2 separate regions of the Bos taurus genome follow, and region 2 is linked to region 1. The links are chromatin contacts, called in public Hi-C maps. All regions are on one chromosome and are shown on one strand. The core of a region is the stretch at or near the end of the contact, and the rest is flanking DNA. Distances in the headings are between cores, read along the strand shown.

Region 1 (4,169 bases), core at 959-3,458:
TAGGCACCTCTTACCTCCTACATGGAAAAGTGGACAGTAACAATCTAAGCCGTGCTTGATCTCAGTCTCTTTCTCTTTTCACACATCCCACATAACTGTTAACTTTTTTTAACCAAGTCACTCCATAGCTCAAAATTTTTCTAATATTTTGAAGATTTATCAATCTAATATCCTTGACCTGGTTTTCAAGACTCTTCACAAACTAACCTTCTTCTAACTTGACATCCCATTATTCAACCTTAGCACATACCCTAACAAGGTCTATGTTATAAACACAGCAATATCAAATGCATGCAGTGTGTATGTTAGATGAACAATCATAAACAATCCTATGCGGTAGGTATTATATGCTGGTTTCATAATAAACAGAGTTTGACAAACTGAGTACGTTGTCTAAGTAGGTAGCTTTAAAAAAATGATGAGACTTGGGATTCTGTTATCTGTTACATCCTTCTCCTACATGGTGCTCTGTCTCCCATATACATTACTCAATTTGGTCTAGTCTTTGCTTTTTTTCAGGGTTAATATCTCTCCAACTTGGGTTTAGTAGTGTTTGACTTGAAAATCCAAAAGATTCCACATGATTTTAAACAGAACTGATGTACATGTTCTGGTACAGCTACCAACCAAATTTTTCATTGAGCTTTACTGTCTGTAGTTTGTCTTATGAAAATAATTTTTTTCAACTACAAATAAAAAAAGTGTATTACAATACTGAGTCAATGTTTATTCAAATCACTTTAGTCTCTCAACCTCACGGAATTCTTACACTTGAGGGGAGTGTCTTCCACACCTTCAACTCTTGAGAATCACTGAACCTTAACATGATGCTCCTCAGGGGAAGAATCATACTTTCTTACTTAGAATGACAATGTAAATTCACTCAATAAAGATTTATTGGGGCCTCAGTATGCCAAGTCCTAAGTATGCAAAAGTTAAAAGGGGGAATAAAAGAGGTTCCCAGTTCTCAGTCAAGTACTTAAGAGTCTCTGAATAAATGTTTGTTGGACGTATTCAGATCAATTAATGGTTAACAGTGCGATGGGATAGGACCAAGTTTAAGAATCTGATCAAAGTTCTGGAAAAACTAACTCCCCAGAAAAATTTACAAGCACACAGAATTCTGTACTCAATTCCGGGGGCGGGTGGGGGCTGTAGTGGAGAAGTAGTATGAACTTCTCTGAACCCCAATCACCTACTACCAGATCCACAAACTCTTAGTTAAAAATCCATTAACAAAACTAAATTATCTGGGAACAGGAATACTTGCTCAATAATCCTGATTATGCCCGAGAGTGCAGTGTATACAGAAGCTACTTAAGAAATATCTGCTGATCAATAATTTCCCCATAACCAGACGACACCAGCAAATCGTTTCTTCCATTACAGAGTCTTCCAGTCGAATGATTTTAAAAACTCAAAACCCCTTTTCACTAGTGACATTAATGACCTAATACCAATAACTCGAAATCATTATTTGCTATTCCCTACACGATCATTCACCAATCCAGATCTTCTCTCCTCCGTGCTGCCCCTCTGCTCCCTCCAAATTCAGGGCTTCCTCCTTCGCATCCCAAAAGCTAAGTCCAGAGCGCCCAGTGAGACGGGAAATAACCGATGCTCCACGCCGCACACACTGTCAAAGCAGGGAAGGTGAATCCAGTAAAGGCCACAACTTCCAAATCCTTTCCTCAACTCTCGCTTGGAAGTAAACAGACTTACCTTAAGTTCCAGGAAAGAGGGGTCGATCTTTCTCACAGAACTGAGACCAGTTACCAAGAAGCAGCGGACCGCCCTGTCACCATAGCGACTTCTCAGAGCTAAGCTGACTCCCTCTTCGCGCGATACTTCCCCTCAGAGCGTCACCCGAGCGGGCCTGAGACCCCGCCCCGCAGTGGCCACGCCCTCTTCTAAAGGGACGTTATTGGACGACTGATCCTTGACTTAAACCGTAGGGCGAATTCCACTTATCTTCTCAAAATTCGCAAGTTTAAAAAAAAAATTTATAAGAGTGCTATTGCCGTAGGGCCACGGAAAACATTGTTTCGCTTTTTTCACCTAGTAGAAAACGTTCCCTGCAGCTCGGGTCCCGCCAGGAGTTCGCGCATGCGCGTAAGGTATCAGAAGATGGCGATAATCGCCGCATTTTTTTCAAATTAGTGGTTCCCAGAAAGCATTGCGCGCGTTTGTAACGAATTTCCGTTCGAGTTTGTATTTTAGGCGCCATTTTCGAGTGAAGGACCCGGAGCCGAAACACCGGTAGGAACCGGGGGGCCTATACAACCGTTTCCAGCCTCGGTCTGAGTGGACTATCCTGCAGGTAAAGTACGTCTTTTCCTGATCGGTTGTCACACTCTCACTTCCTGCCCGGTCCGCAGGCGCCTGGAAAGAGGCCTTGAGCTGGAGCAGCCGAAGTCTAGGCTGAGGCTGCCTCGGGGAGATTTCGCTCGCTGTCACCCCTCCCCCCTCAGTCGCTCCCCGGCGGTCGAAGCTCCCGCGCGCTTCTCCCGGGCGCCACTTCTCTGAGCTACTTAAGCGTCGATGGTGGGATTGGGGCCGCGGGGCTGGGGGCCCTCTCAGCCCTCGCGGACCTTTTCTTAGAAATCTTGGTCGGACTACGGCGTCGCCCCCTGTCCCGGCCCGCTGCCCGTTTCTCTTCTCCCGAGGGACTAACCACTAGCTCTGAGCCCTTACTGGTGGCCTTTCGTAGTTTATTGTCCAGCGGGATTCGCCGCGGACCTCAGGGACAAACCCCTGCCACCCCAAGGTGATGGAAGCGGAGTTGGCGCTGCCGGCTTCCGATTTGAAAATCGCGAGCGGTCGACCCCAGCCGCCGGTCCCCGGCCGGCGAGTAGAAGGAGACCTCAAAGCCCCCGAGCCGCCAGCCGAGCCAAGGGCTATGGCGGGGAGAGGAATGTGGGCGGCGAACCGCCTCTTCGTTCCCGACTGCTCTGCCAAGAGTTGAGAACCCCTCAAACCTAAAGCTAGTACGGACTCGGAGACAAGAATCTGTGCGCTTTGATCCCCAGCCCCGAGAGTGTGGGAATGTCCGTAAATGTCGGCGTGCGGGATATAACTTCGTTTAGAAATGACGTTACAGTCTTCTCACACATTTACACTGTGGGCGGAGGAGGGGGACATTAAAAAAATAAAAAGAACCTAAGCAGTTGCTCTCTTTGCTGGCTCCGCAAAGCACGTCTAGGAACTTGCTTAGAACTTGAGAGAGCGAATCCCGCCTTCCTGGCACTTGAGTTTTTTGTGCCTTCTTTCCCGAGAACTCGCTGGCGTTGCGCGGGGTTTTTCAACGGAGCCCTAGAAAACGGGTGGACAAAGTTTTACCCGAGTGGGACGGGTGGCGGGCCGGCGGGGAACTTGACGGCGCGGCCGGCCGCCCGCGGGCTGACTTGCTCCCGGCTTTCCCTCGGCTCCAGCGACCATGCCCCGTAAAGGCACCCAGCCCTCCACTGCCCATCGCAGAGAGGAAGGGCCGCCGCGGTCCCCGGACGGCACCAGCAGCGACGCGGAGCCGGATCCGCCGCCCGGCCGCGCGAGGAGCCAGGCGCTGGCCACCGCAGGTGAGTAGCCCTTCGCGACGCCGAGGGCAAGCGCGTGGAGACCTGGCACCCAACCCGGGACGGTTGGTATTCCAGGGCGCGGACGAAAAGGGCTGCGGGGTTGACACCCGAAGGTCAAGAAAGCGATTTTCACAGATTCGACTGTGAAATTTCGGTTAACGGTGCTGGAGGGATGGGGGCTAGTAAATAGCTAAAATTCTGAACTTCTGTTCATTGTCTTATGTTTCCGCGGAAATCGACACGGTCAGCCAGAGTGGACTTTTTTCAGTGTCAGCGTGACTATTTGTTAATATGATGAAAAGTTGCTTGATCGTACAACTTCACCTCGGTGATCTTAAATTGCAAAGAGAAGATAATTTGCACCTACGCCCGCACTCGCCGTGGGTTTTGTGAGTCAAGGAATTGAGTGACATGAAACCCCTGTAACTGTCACGGGAGCTCGCCAGTGTCCAAAGTTAGGGTTCCAGATGCTTAACAGATACTGAGAGTTGAATCTAGAGCTGTAGGATTTGACCACCTGTTTAGGCAAGGACTCAAGTGATTGTGGATTTTCCAGATTTGCATTACGATGTAGTGTATTGACTCCTAAAAGGT
Region 2 (4,169 bases), core at 631-3,130, 250 kb before region 1:
GCAAACACTTCAAGATAATTATTTAAGTGAAGTGGTTTTGCCTTAATTATGGAACATGATTCAATTAAATTACATTTGATTACCCGTAACTTTTGTTCGAGGAGCACTTCATATATAGACACCTCTAATCAGAGCATAAAGCACTTAGCCAAATATTTAATCTGGTTAAATGGAAGTGAAAACCATAATGCATGGCATTCTTTGTGTTAAGGGAAATCTTCAGCCATTACATCTGGGTAAGACCAGGCTTTAGAAGTAATGAGTACATACCAGTGTGCACTTGGAATATTTTGAGGAACATGGAAAAAGCACCCAAACTATATTTGTTCTCAAAAATAAAAAACCTTGAAATCCTTGTTCTAAAATATAAAATCCTGGAAATTATAGGGCAATTCATTTAATGTTTAAACAGCCAGGAGAAAATACAATAGGGACTTTAAGAGACAATTAGCCATAGGACATAGAAGTTATTTTGTCCATGAAATAGATCACTGGCCATAATTTTATGGAAAAAGACTTAGTGGACACTCAGAAACTGGTTGTTCTTTCAGTGCCTGGTTTACACCAGGTCTTGTGTGTTGACATTGGCCAACCTCCATAATGAGAGAGACACCATCCCTGCTGGTGTCTCTTTAATGATATTTAATGATATGTTAAATAATATCATTAATGATATTTACTGATATGTTTAATGATATTTAATAATAAATATTTATTTAATGATATTATCTTATCATTAAATATATTATCTTATTTAATGCAGAACCAATTCTGTTCTGATAAAAAAAAAAAAACAACTGAGATTCAGAGAAGTTAACTGATGTGTCTAAAGTCACATGGTTAGTAGTTGGTGAGGTTCAAATTCAGGTCCCTCTGGTTCGAAAGGACATGCACAGCTTTACACCATTGTCTGGTGTCCCCTCCAAGGAATAGCCATAGTGGGGTGTGAAGACAGGGCTACCCGCTTTTTACCATTATAAAACAGCACGTGGCTAAGCCCAGTTCCACCAAAACCAATTCTAAGCCTATGTGCAGCGATGATCACTCACTGTTGATGGGTACATCAATTAACACATCTGCTAAAATTTAATACTTTAGTCAATCCTTGGCAAGCATTATAGATCTGACCTTCCGCCCATTTAAAGAAGTGTGGAGGCCTTTTCCACTGTCAGATACAAATGAAATCCAGCTGTCTATGACTTCAACCCCAGGCCAGATGTTTTAAATGTTAAGTTTCCTCCACACTGTATCCTTTCATTAACCATTTTTTAACACTGCAGGCTGCAACACATTAGTGATCCTGAAATCAATTTGGTGGATCACAACAGCCTTTCAAAATATTGGAATAGAACTGACTAGAATAGAGCTGAACAAAAAACATCAGAATGTATCCTACTGAGTGGCTCAGATGGTAAAGAATCTGCCCTCAATGCAGGAGACTGCCCGCAACACAGGAGACCTGGGTTCAATCCCTGGGTCAGGAAGATCCCTTGGGGAAGGGAATGGCAACCCACTCCAGTATTCTTGCCTGGAGTACTCCATGGACAGCGGAGCCTGGCGGGTTACAATCCATGGGGTCACAAAGAGTCAGATAGACTCAGCGACTAACACTTTCACTTTCACATCCACCGAGTAAAGGCTGTTATTCTGTGACACTTGCGTGTCACTTGTGTTTGTATGTGATGACAAAGAGTATAGTTCTTACTCTGAGTTGTGGTTTTATAAAAAGGAAAACCACTGCTTTGGAGGGTTCTGTGGTCCCTTTATGGTTCTTGAAAAAGCAGTTCTGTCTGCCCATGGGAGAAAGTTAACTTACAAACAAAGAAACAGAAAGGAAAGAAGTGGAAGGCGGAGTCTTCAAGCAGGCAGGAAAATAACAGATCACTATAAAGGGAGAGATTCTTGTCAACAAGTCAGCCAAGGCCAGTGTCCTCAGAGAGACTCTCCCACGTACAGTAAATGATTTTGTTGTATCAACTTGACTTTCCCACATCTCAAGATTGCTTTGGGATCCTGCTTTGTGGATACTCAACAGTTTGGTTTCCTAGACGTTGCAGCCTGAAACAAAGATGTATGTGTGCTTCTTCTTTAACTTTTTATGATGGAAAAATTTTAAGCAAACAAAAGTAGTCAGGAGAACTATGGAGAACAGTATGGAAGTTCCTTAAAAAACTAATAATAGACTCACCATATGATCCAGCAATCCCACTCCTGGGCATATATCTGGAGAAAACCATAATTCTAAAAGATACATGGACCCCAATGTTCATTGCAATAGGCAGGACATGGAAGCAGTCTAAATGTTCATCAACAGAAAAATGGATAAGGCAGATTTGGTACATATATACAGTGTATTCCATTATTTAGCCATAGAAAAGATTGAATTAATGGCAATTGCAGCAATATGGCTAGACCTACAGATTGTCATGCTAAATGAAATGAGTCAGACAGAGAAAGACATAGATATGATACCATTTATATGTGGAATCTAAAAAAATGATACAACTGTGAAGTGAAGGTGAAAGTGTTAGTCGCTCAGTCATGTCTGGTTCTTTGCGACCCCATGGACTGTAGCCTGCCAGGCTTCTCCGTCCTTGGAATTCTCCAGGCAAGAATACTGGAGTGGGTAGCCATTCCCTTCTCCAGGAGATCTTCCTGACCCAGGGACTGGACCAGAGTCTCCATCATTGCAGGCGGATTCTTTACTGTCTGAGCCACCAGAAAGCCCAGGTACAAGTGTACTTATCTACAAAGCAGAAATAGAGTTACAGATGTAAAAAAACAAACTTATGGTTACCAAGATGGAAAGTGGGGAGAGGGATAAATTAGAAGATTGGAATGAACATATACATACTACAGTGTATGAGGCTTCCCTGGTGGCTCATGTATACCTGTGGCGGATTCATTTCAATATTTGGCAAAACCAATACAAAATTGTAAAGTTTAAAAATAAAATAAAATTTAAAAAATAAAAAAACAAAAACAAACAAACAAAAAAAAGAATTCACCTGCTAATGCAGAAGGCACAGATCTATAATGGTTTATGTGGGGAAAGAATCTTAAAAAGGATGGATATAACTGATACTTTGCAGAAATGAATGCACAATTGTAGATTAACTACTCCTATAAAATATTCACTCTAGTGAAACTTTGCATACCATCAGCCAGCTTCAACAATGATCAAGTTGTAGTCCATCTGGTTTCAACTATATACCTTATCCACTTCACAGATGGTCTATCATTTCATCCATAAATATTTCAGTGTGTATTCAAAGAGGTGATCTTTGAACATTTATGTCTCCTAGGTCTTCCAAATCTAATGCTCACTCACTGCAGCCTAAGGGAACTGTGCTCCATGAGACATGAGGTTCTGGCCAAAATATAGGAACAGGCAATCATGGTTGATGGCTTGTGTTCCCTCATAACTAAAGACCCTAGAAAGGATATCTGATTACATAACCCAAGACATCTTCCAAAAAATTTTTTTAAAAGAGAACAGAATGGCTTTATGAAAATTACGACAGGGTAGACATAAGGTAAGAGCTCCTAGTCACCAGGGCTGACTCACAGAGGCTGTCTGATCCAGCACCGCCATGCTGTAGAGGAAGTAACTGCCTGCGGATCAATTCTACTTTCAAAGAAAACTCAGCAGTCCAACCTGCCTCAGATACTTCTTCGGCAAACAACTGATTCCTCCCTCATCATTTTCTGTGACCTGGCTCTGCCTCAAGGTCAAATCCAAACTCCTCAGCCAACCTTCCACAGCCCACTGTCCCTGGGCCTCCACACACTCATCTCCACAAAGCCTACAATAATTGCCAAACTAGTCTTCCCTCTGTCCTTAAGTGTCTCAGGCTGGGTCCCTCTGCAGGCCTTGTAAATATGCTCCCTTGTACAGACCTTTCCTTTGCCCTCTTGCCCATACCTTTTCTATGCTTCTTGGCCTCCCTCAACTCTCTAAGCTTTGGCAAGCCTGTGCTCTTAGACAGTCAAGCTTCTTTCTTTCCCCTTGTCTGGGTGCCTGCAGTATTTCAAAGGTTCCCTTCACACTGGTGATTTGTAATATTGCCTTTTAACTGTCTTATCCAGGTTCACCTAGTGACCTCATCTGGTCCCTCCTCTCCTTGAGGTTAATACCTGAGTATTCCCCCTTTGTGGATTATCTCTCA

Evidence for each region. A called contact is a pair of places that touch in the nucleus more often than the background predicts.
Region 2: a Hi-C map of an unstated tissue shows a contact between it and region 1, with 4 times the contacts expected there. The contact joins the enhancer-like site here to the promoter of SMC4 in region 1. A contact is called at or near these places in 2 of 11 Hi-C or Micro-C datasets (liver and an unstated tissue).

The regions. Positions count from the first base shown.
Region 1 is chr1:107,076,663-107,080,831 of ARS-UCD2.0, reverse strand. It overlaps SMC4 (structural maintenance of chromosomes 4), which reads left to right and starts at 2,208. Exons shown (of 24, transcript NM_001105326.3): 1 at 2,208-2,320; 2 at 3,432-3,575. The coding sequence starts at 3,437. It also overlaps a transcript of IFT80 not described here.
Region 2 is chr1:107,323,837-107,328,005 of ARS-UCD2.0, reverse strand. No RefSeq gene overlaps it. Among named protein-coding and RNA genes, the nearest start is that of C1H3orf80, 88 kb to the right of the region's middle. Within about 2 kb of position 1,880, at least 18 of the 102 cell types and tissues checked have an H3K27ac peak or open chromatin away from gene starts, as enhancers often do.